Regions from separate parts of the Mus musculus genome. Here region 2 is linked to region 1. The links are chromatin contacts, called in public HiChIP or PLAC-seq maps. All regions are on one chromosome and are shown on one strand. The core of a region is the stretch at or near the end of the contact, and the rest is flanking DNA. Distances in the headings are between cores, read along the strand shown. Region 1 holds the start of Mpi (mannose phosphate isomerase). Region 2 has its middle 17 kb from the start of Arid3b.

What was found. HiChIP or PLAC-seq counts read pairs in DNA pulled down with a chosen protein or histone mark.
Region 2: a contact with region 1 is called in an H3K4me3 HiChIP or PLAC-seq map of bone marrow-derived macrophages, with 2.4 times the contacts expected there. The contact joins the enhancer-like site here to the promoter of Mpi in region 1. A contact is called at or near these places in 8 of 39 promoter capture datasets (the C10 cell line, fetal liver, hematopoietic stem and progenitor cells and 4 more), 1 of 115 datasets of contacts at active chromatin or transcription factors (bone marrow-derived macrophages) and 1 of 9 other capture datasets (liver).

Annotation. Positions count from the first base shown.
Region 1 is chr9:57,551,368-57,555,030 of GRCm38.p6, reverse strand. It overlaps Mpi (mannose phosphate isomerase), which reads left to right and starts at 2,279. Exons shown (of 8, transcript NM_025837.2): 1 at 2,279-2,327; 2 at 2,757-2,884. The coding sequence starts at 2,312.
Region 2 is chr9:57,852,607-57,855,763 of GRCm38.p6, reverse strand. No RefSeq gene overlaps it. Among named protein-coding and RNA genes, the nearest start is that of Arid3b, 17 kb to the right of the region's middle. Within about 2 kb of position 1,278, at least 31 of the 459 cell types and tissues checked have an H3K27ac peak or open chromatin away from gene starts, as enhancers often do. A contact at or near this core is called in bone marrow-derived macrophages, where this site is marked.

The DNA.
Region 1 (3,663 bases), core at 1,030-3,529:
ACCAAGCTGGGCTTTCAAATTAGTGATTGTTAAGGTTATTTAAAAGCAAGTGATGGCTCATTAGTTAAAAGCAAGTACTGCTCTTGCAGAGAACTCATGTTGGATGGCTTGTAATAGCTGTAACTCCAGGTCCTTGGAGATCTGATGCCTTTGGTCCCCTGTGGACACCTGCACTCATGTGTATCCTACTCACAGGCACAAATACACATATAATAAAAAAAATATTCAAAAGCAAGTGAAGCTAAAAGGTTTATTGACTACAGTATCTCAATCATAAAGGGAGAGGGTTCTTAGAAAGCGCACAGTATGTGGCTTAACAAGAATGAGAGCCAGCTGCTATCTCAGCTTGAACTCTCAGCAGGGCACTGGCAGCAAAGTAAAGCAGAGTTGGCTGTAGTGGTACCCAGGAGACAGAGGCAGACAGAATTCTGAGAGTTTCAGGCCAGCCAGCGCTAGTGAGACCCAGTCTCAAAACAATAACAAAGTTCCCATAAAGGAATGTGATGACGAGTTAGACTTGGCCTAGAAAGGAGAAGGTGGGTGGGGTGGGGGTGGGGAGACAGGGAAAAAGAGAGAACCCAGACCAGCAAGAGGGAGTAGTGGAAGATTCTAGGTCCTCTAGGCACCCTGGTTCCCTTTGCAGATAATTTTTCCTGTGTGGGAGTGGGTAGCATGGGATGGGAACATTCTGTCTCAATAATTAAAGTATATATTTTTCTTATGCAAAAGATACTCTGTGGAAGTGATTCTAATTCTGGTGTCTGTGAATGGCTTCAATGAAAGTGCCTCTTGAACTTCTGGGTCCAGCTTTTTTTTTTGTAATTTTATGTGTACCTGGTTTTGCCTGTATGTATGCCTGTACACCATGTGTGTGCCTGGTGATACCAGACTCCCTGGAACTGGAGCTACAGTTGGTCATGAGCTGCCATGTGGGTGCTGGGAATGGAACCTGGGTTCTTTGGGAGAGCAGTGTTATTGCAAACCGTCTCTCTGTCTCCAGCCTCTAATATTCTCTCCAGCGTCTAATATTCTCTATCTCTCTCTCCCTCTCCCTCCCCCTCTCCCCTCCCCCTCTCCCTCCCCTTCTCCCCTCCCCCCTTCCCCTCCCCCTCCCATCTCCCCTCTCTCCTCTCTCTCCAGTTCCCAGGAGCTTTGGCAGCTGAGAGTCTGGGTCTCCAGCTGGGTTCTCTCCTTGTAGGCTGTTGTGGAGGTCCGGATGGCAGAGACTTTCTACAGAGGATGTAACAAGATTACTCTAACAAAAGTCCATCCCCTGCCTTCCCTGTGCAGGGTTCCTGGGGACGCCTCCTCTCTGTCCTATGCACAGCTTGTGAGCAGCTCAGACTGGAGGAGTGCTGGGTTCTGGAATCACCTAGGATGGGAGGGTCAGAGGGACACAGCACTGACTGCTTTACAGTCCTCTTAGGTCCTACAATAAATCTGGTAGATCTATACATTACTATCCCCATTCTACAGAGCAAGAAACAGAAGTTCATAGGGGGTGGAAGAGGGTAGTAACATCTGCGACCACCATCATAGTTACATCACACCAATAACCTTCTAACCACTGGCACTCAGGGGAACCTCTAAAATCCTCATGAAAGCACATGACCCTATACATCGCGTGTTTTGCTTGACCCCCTTTCCTTCGCTGTACGTGCACGCATATGTGCGTGCGTGCGTGCCTGCCTGCCTCCCTGCCTTTGTGTGTCCCTTTGCCCAGATAGTGTTGACCTCTTTGTTATTTAATCGTGTACAGTATAGGCACATTCCCAAGTTCCAGCACTAGAGATTCTTGCTAGCTCTTTCTTCTGCCAGGAACACTCTTCACTCTTCCTCAAATCTCTCCTTTTTACCCAGATGACCGTTGTAACAGGGCTGGTCTCAAACTCAAGACAAGCTTTCTGCTTTGGCTCCCTAACTACAGGAATTATAGGAGTGTGCCACTATGCTTCGCTATTTATTGCCTTTTAACACACTGATAAGATTTATTGAATTACTTCCCTTCTCTAGACTAAAGGCCCCGAAAAAGCACAAAAGTAGTGCTATTTTGTTCTCTGATGTATGCTTGGAACAATCTGTGATACTTAGCGAGTTCTCAGTATTTACATACGGGTAAAAGAAGGCTGAAGCAGGACTGTTGAAATCAAGAGTTAGGGATAATGCTTTTAGGCAACAGAATCTCCTGACTGCTCAGGGAAGAGGCGGTGGGCTCTGCAAACTACATTTCCCGTGAAGCTCCGCGCGCAGAAAAAGCGGAGGCTGCTGGGAAGAACTTAACGTTCCTGAAGCCGGGTTTCAGGCAACTGGGATGGCGAGTCCGCGAGGTGAGCCGTTTACCCATGTTAGCTATCTTGGTGGTGGTCGCGTCCTGGGGACCTATACTGGCAAGACCTAGCGGATCGTGACCATTTCTGTGGTCGCTGAGCACAAGGATAGGATCTGGGGTGGGTAGTATAGCCGGGGGTCGTATCACTCGAATCACTTCGGGACTGACCGCTTGCAGAGAAATGAGTCGTTAGTTCCTTTTCCTTCCCCATCACCCCAACTCAATTCTTTTCCGTGGCAGAGAAGATCCGTATCTGCCAATCTCACAGATAGGAATATCGACGATTGTGGAAGAGAGGAGTGACCTTCCACAAGTCATAGACTCTACGTCTATGGCCTTAGAGTCCCCTCCCCCATTCCTGGTTCCCCAGCACTAGGGCCAGGTCTGAAGAGTGGAATGGCAGCTAACCTTCTGTCTGTGTCCCCAGTGTTCCCACTTTCCTGTGTGGTGCAGCAGTATGCCTGGGGGAAGGTGGGCTCCAAAAGTGAAGTGGCATGCCTGCTGGCTAGCAGTGATCCACTGGCCCAGATTTCAGAGGACAAGCCATATGCAGAGGTAAGACCCTGACTGCACATCAGTCCACTTTACCGTGAGACCAAAGGATCTGACACAAGCCATATGGATCAGTTGGGAGGAATCTCTGTAGCGTGTAGATATTCTCTTGGTTCTGGGATCAGTGCAAATACATGCACAAAGAAAGCGTAATCAGAGCATTGCAATCACACAACTAGGGAGGTTGAAGGAGGAGAATCTGTCTGATCTCTCCTCCAAGATCCTGCCTCATATAAGAGAGGATAAAATATCTGGGACAGCCCGCCACACGCACACACAGAGGGGGGTGGAGAGAGAGAGAGAGAGAGAGTGTTAGTTTCTTTATGTGTTTATCTGTCTTGAAACTTGTTCTGTAGACTAGGCTGGCCTTTAACTCAAGAGATCTGGCTGCCTCTGCTTCCTGAGTGCTGGGATCAAAGGTATGCACCACCACACATAGCTTAAACATGTGTCATTTCTTGTATCCTAGTAGATCTAGCTCTTACTGAATCTTCATTTGTTTTGATTTTTTTTTTTTTTTTCTTTTCAAGACAGGGTTTCTCTGTGTAGCCCTGGCTGTCCTGGAACTCACTCTTGTAGACCAGGCTGGCCTCGAACTCAGAAATCCACCTGCCTCTGCCTCCCAAGCGCTGGGATTAAAGGCGTGCGTCACCACACCCGGCTTTGTTTTGATTTTTTGAGAACTTGTCTCAGAGTGCCCAGGCTGGCTTCAAACTTGCTGTACAATTGAGAAAGACCTCGAATGTCCAATCTCTTGGCCTCTGTGTACTGAGTGCTAGGAC
Region 2 (3,157 bases), core at 29-2,528, 300 kb before region 1:
GTTTAAAAATAGGACATGTATCATAACTGTCTTTATTTTTAAGATAAAAAAATTGTTTTCCAAAAGACTAAATCAGCGTGAAATGTTTTTTCCTTTCAAAATGATTTATTTCACATACTTCTAGCTAGTTTCCTTCTTTTATTAAAAATTCGTGGGCTGGTGAGATGGCTCAGTGGTTAAGAGCACTGTCTGCTCTTCGGAAGGTCCTGAGTTCAAATCCTAGCAACCACATGGTGGCTCACAACCATCTGTAACGAGATATGACTCCCTCTTCTGGTGTGTCTGAAGACAGCTACAGTGTACTTACATATAATAAAAAAAGAAAGAAAGAAAAAAATTCGTATTATTTTTACTTGTGTATGTGTGTACATGCTTTGACACAGTGTGGAGCTCAGAGGACAGCTTGAGCCAATTTTCTTTCCATCATGCTGCCCCCAGGGATCATCATGTCTTCAGACTTGGCAGCAATGGCCCACTGGTTTCTTTTCACATTGAATCCCTAATACTTTCCCATGTCAATACAAGTGTACTGACTTTGGTTATAGATGCTTGTGGGATGCTTAGTTTGTGATATAGGTTGCTAGGATACAGCACAAACTCTGGTTCTAATAATTCCATATCAAGTGCTCTTAACCAACAAGCCATCTCTTCTGCTCCTAACATTTACAATATGTGTGTGTGTGTGTGTGTGTGTGTGTGTGTGTGTGTGTGTGTGTGTGTGCGCGCGCGCGCGCGCGCGCCTGTGTGCACTTGTACGTATGGAAGTAAGAGGACAACTTGCAGGAGTTGGTTCTCTCTGTCCAGGGGTCAATCTCAGAACTCAGGTCTTTAGGATTGGTGATATTTTTACCTGCATAGCCATTTTGTCAAGTCTATGTTGGCTTTTTTATTCTCTCTCTCTCTCTCTCTCTCTCTCTCTCTCTCTCTCTCTCTCTCCAGAGTTTCATGTACCCTGTCTGGTCTTGTACATCTGTTTAGTGAGGTTTACCTTGAAGTCCTGAACCTCCTGCTTCCACCTTCCAGCGTGCACCATTATGCCTGGCTTGCTGTCTATTTTTAATAAAAAGCGAGTCCTTAAACTTTGTGGCTATTTATTTGAACTTTGTAATTAAGCTATTAGGACTAGAATACATCAAAGCAGATCCTACAATTTTTGGGCCAGGAGAGTCAGTTATTGATGATGCCATAATTAATGTTGACATTCCACACAGAGATTCCCTCACTTTGCAGTGGGTGAAGGGAGGAAGTTGTAGAAGCACAGACACCATCCTTCTAGCACTTGGATTGCAGAAGTGAAACTGGCTGGCAGAAATGCCCATATTAGGAAATGGCTGGTTGTTAGATGGTTGTAGTGTTAAACTTTTTCTGGTATGTGTGAAGGGAACTAATCAGAATGGGTTTTGGCAGTTGCTTTGTAGCCACACTATTCTCTTTCAAATCAGATCTCAGTATAGTTACAAGTTCATAAGAATCAAACTTCAGAGTGAGTATGATTTACTTAAAAAAAAATTAAATTGAAACTTGACTTCAGCTAAACAAACTGAAATCCCAGTTCGGTTTTTAAAATTTGGATTTCTGAATCAGGATCCCAAATGAGCTTATCCATTTCTACTTGGAATTGGGTTAAAAGTCTGTGTGGTTGATTTGCACAAACCTTATATTCAACAAGTCTCCTTTCCATAGAACATCGAGCAAAGGCCTGAGGGCAGACAACTTTTTAATTTCCGTGGTACTAAATAAATTTCATTTTAATAGAATTTTAATAGCTCAAGATCAGCAACACAAGTGACAGTTCATGCTAGCAAGGATGTGGAGCAAGGGGAACACTCCTCCATTGCTGATAGGAGTACAAACTTGTGTAGCCACTTTGGAAATTAATATGGCGATTTCTCAGAAAATTGGAAATTGGTCTACCTCAAGACACAGCTAATCACTCCTGGGCAGGGGCAGCCCAGACCCAGAAAGACAAACATGACTTGTGTCTAGTCCAATTGTCATCCTAGAGCCTTCGTCCATCAAAGGATGGAAACAGATGCAGAGACTTACAGCCAAACATTAGGAGAAGCTTGGGGAATCCTGCAGAAGATGGAGGTAAAAGGACCTTAGGAGCCAGAGGGGTAAAGACACCACAAGAAAACCCACAAAATCGACTAACCTGGGCTCACAGGGGCTCACAGGGACTGAACCAACAACCAGGGAGCCTGCATAGGACTGACCTAGGCCTATGTCCCAGTTGTGTAGCTTGGTCTTCTTATGGGACCCCCTAACACTGGGAGCAGGGGCTGTCTCTAACTGTTTTGCCAGATTTTGGGACCCTGCTTCTCATACTGGGTTGCTACTTCTAGTCTTAATACAAAGGGAGATGCCTAGTCTTACTGCAACTTGATAGGGCATGTTTGGTTGATATCCCTGGGAGGTCTGCCCTTTTCTGAAGAGAAACAAAAGAAGAATGGATGGGGGTGGGGAGGAGGAGAGGAGAAGTGAGGGGGAGGGATTGGGAGGAGAGGGAGGAGAGGAAACTGCAGTTGAGATGTAAAAAATATAATTTTTTTTTTTAAGATTTTTTAAAAAGATTTATTTATTTATTATATGTAAGTACACTGTAGCTGTCTTCAGATACTCCAGAAGAGGGCGTCAGATCTTGTTACAGATGGTTGTGAGCCACCATGTGGTTGCTGGGATTTGAACTCCAGACCTTCGGAAGAGCAGTCGGGTGCTCTTACCCACTGAGCCATCTCACCAGCCCTAACAGATTTAAAAATATAATTTTTAAAAATTAAAAAAAAGCTCTCATATTATATGTAGCTTCCTTTAGCAAAAGTCTAGGAACAAAATAGCATTACTTTTGCAACAGGTGCATATGTGCTGTGTAAAATAATGGAGACAATGAATACTAATTCATTCAATTCATAGTATTCAATAAATATTAATGTCATATTTTGTGACAACAAAAGTCCAGCAAACCAAAGCAAGCCTTTCCATTCTGTAATTGGGAAGGGGTCTTTCCACTGAACTTTCTCCATAGTTGACTGCACTCTGTGATATTAGGGTTCTAAAACATCTACCTCAGGAGCATTGGGATTTTGAAATTAGCCTGGGCTACCTAACGAGATTATGTTTCAAAAACCGTGTTATGGAGCAGAGAACTGACTCAGCC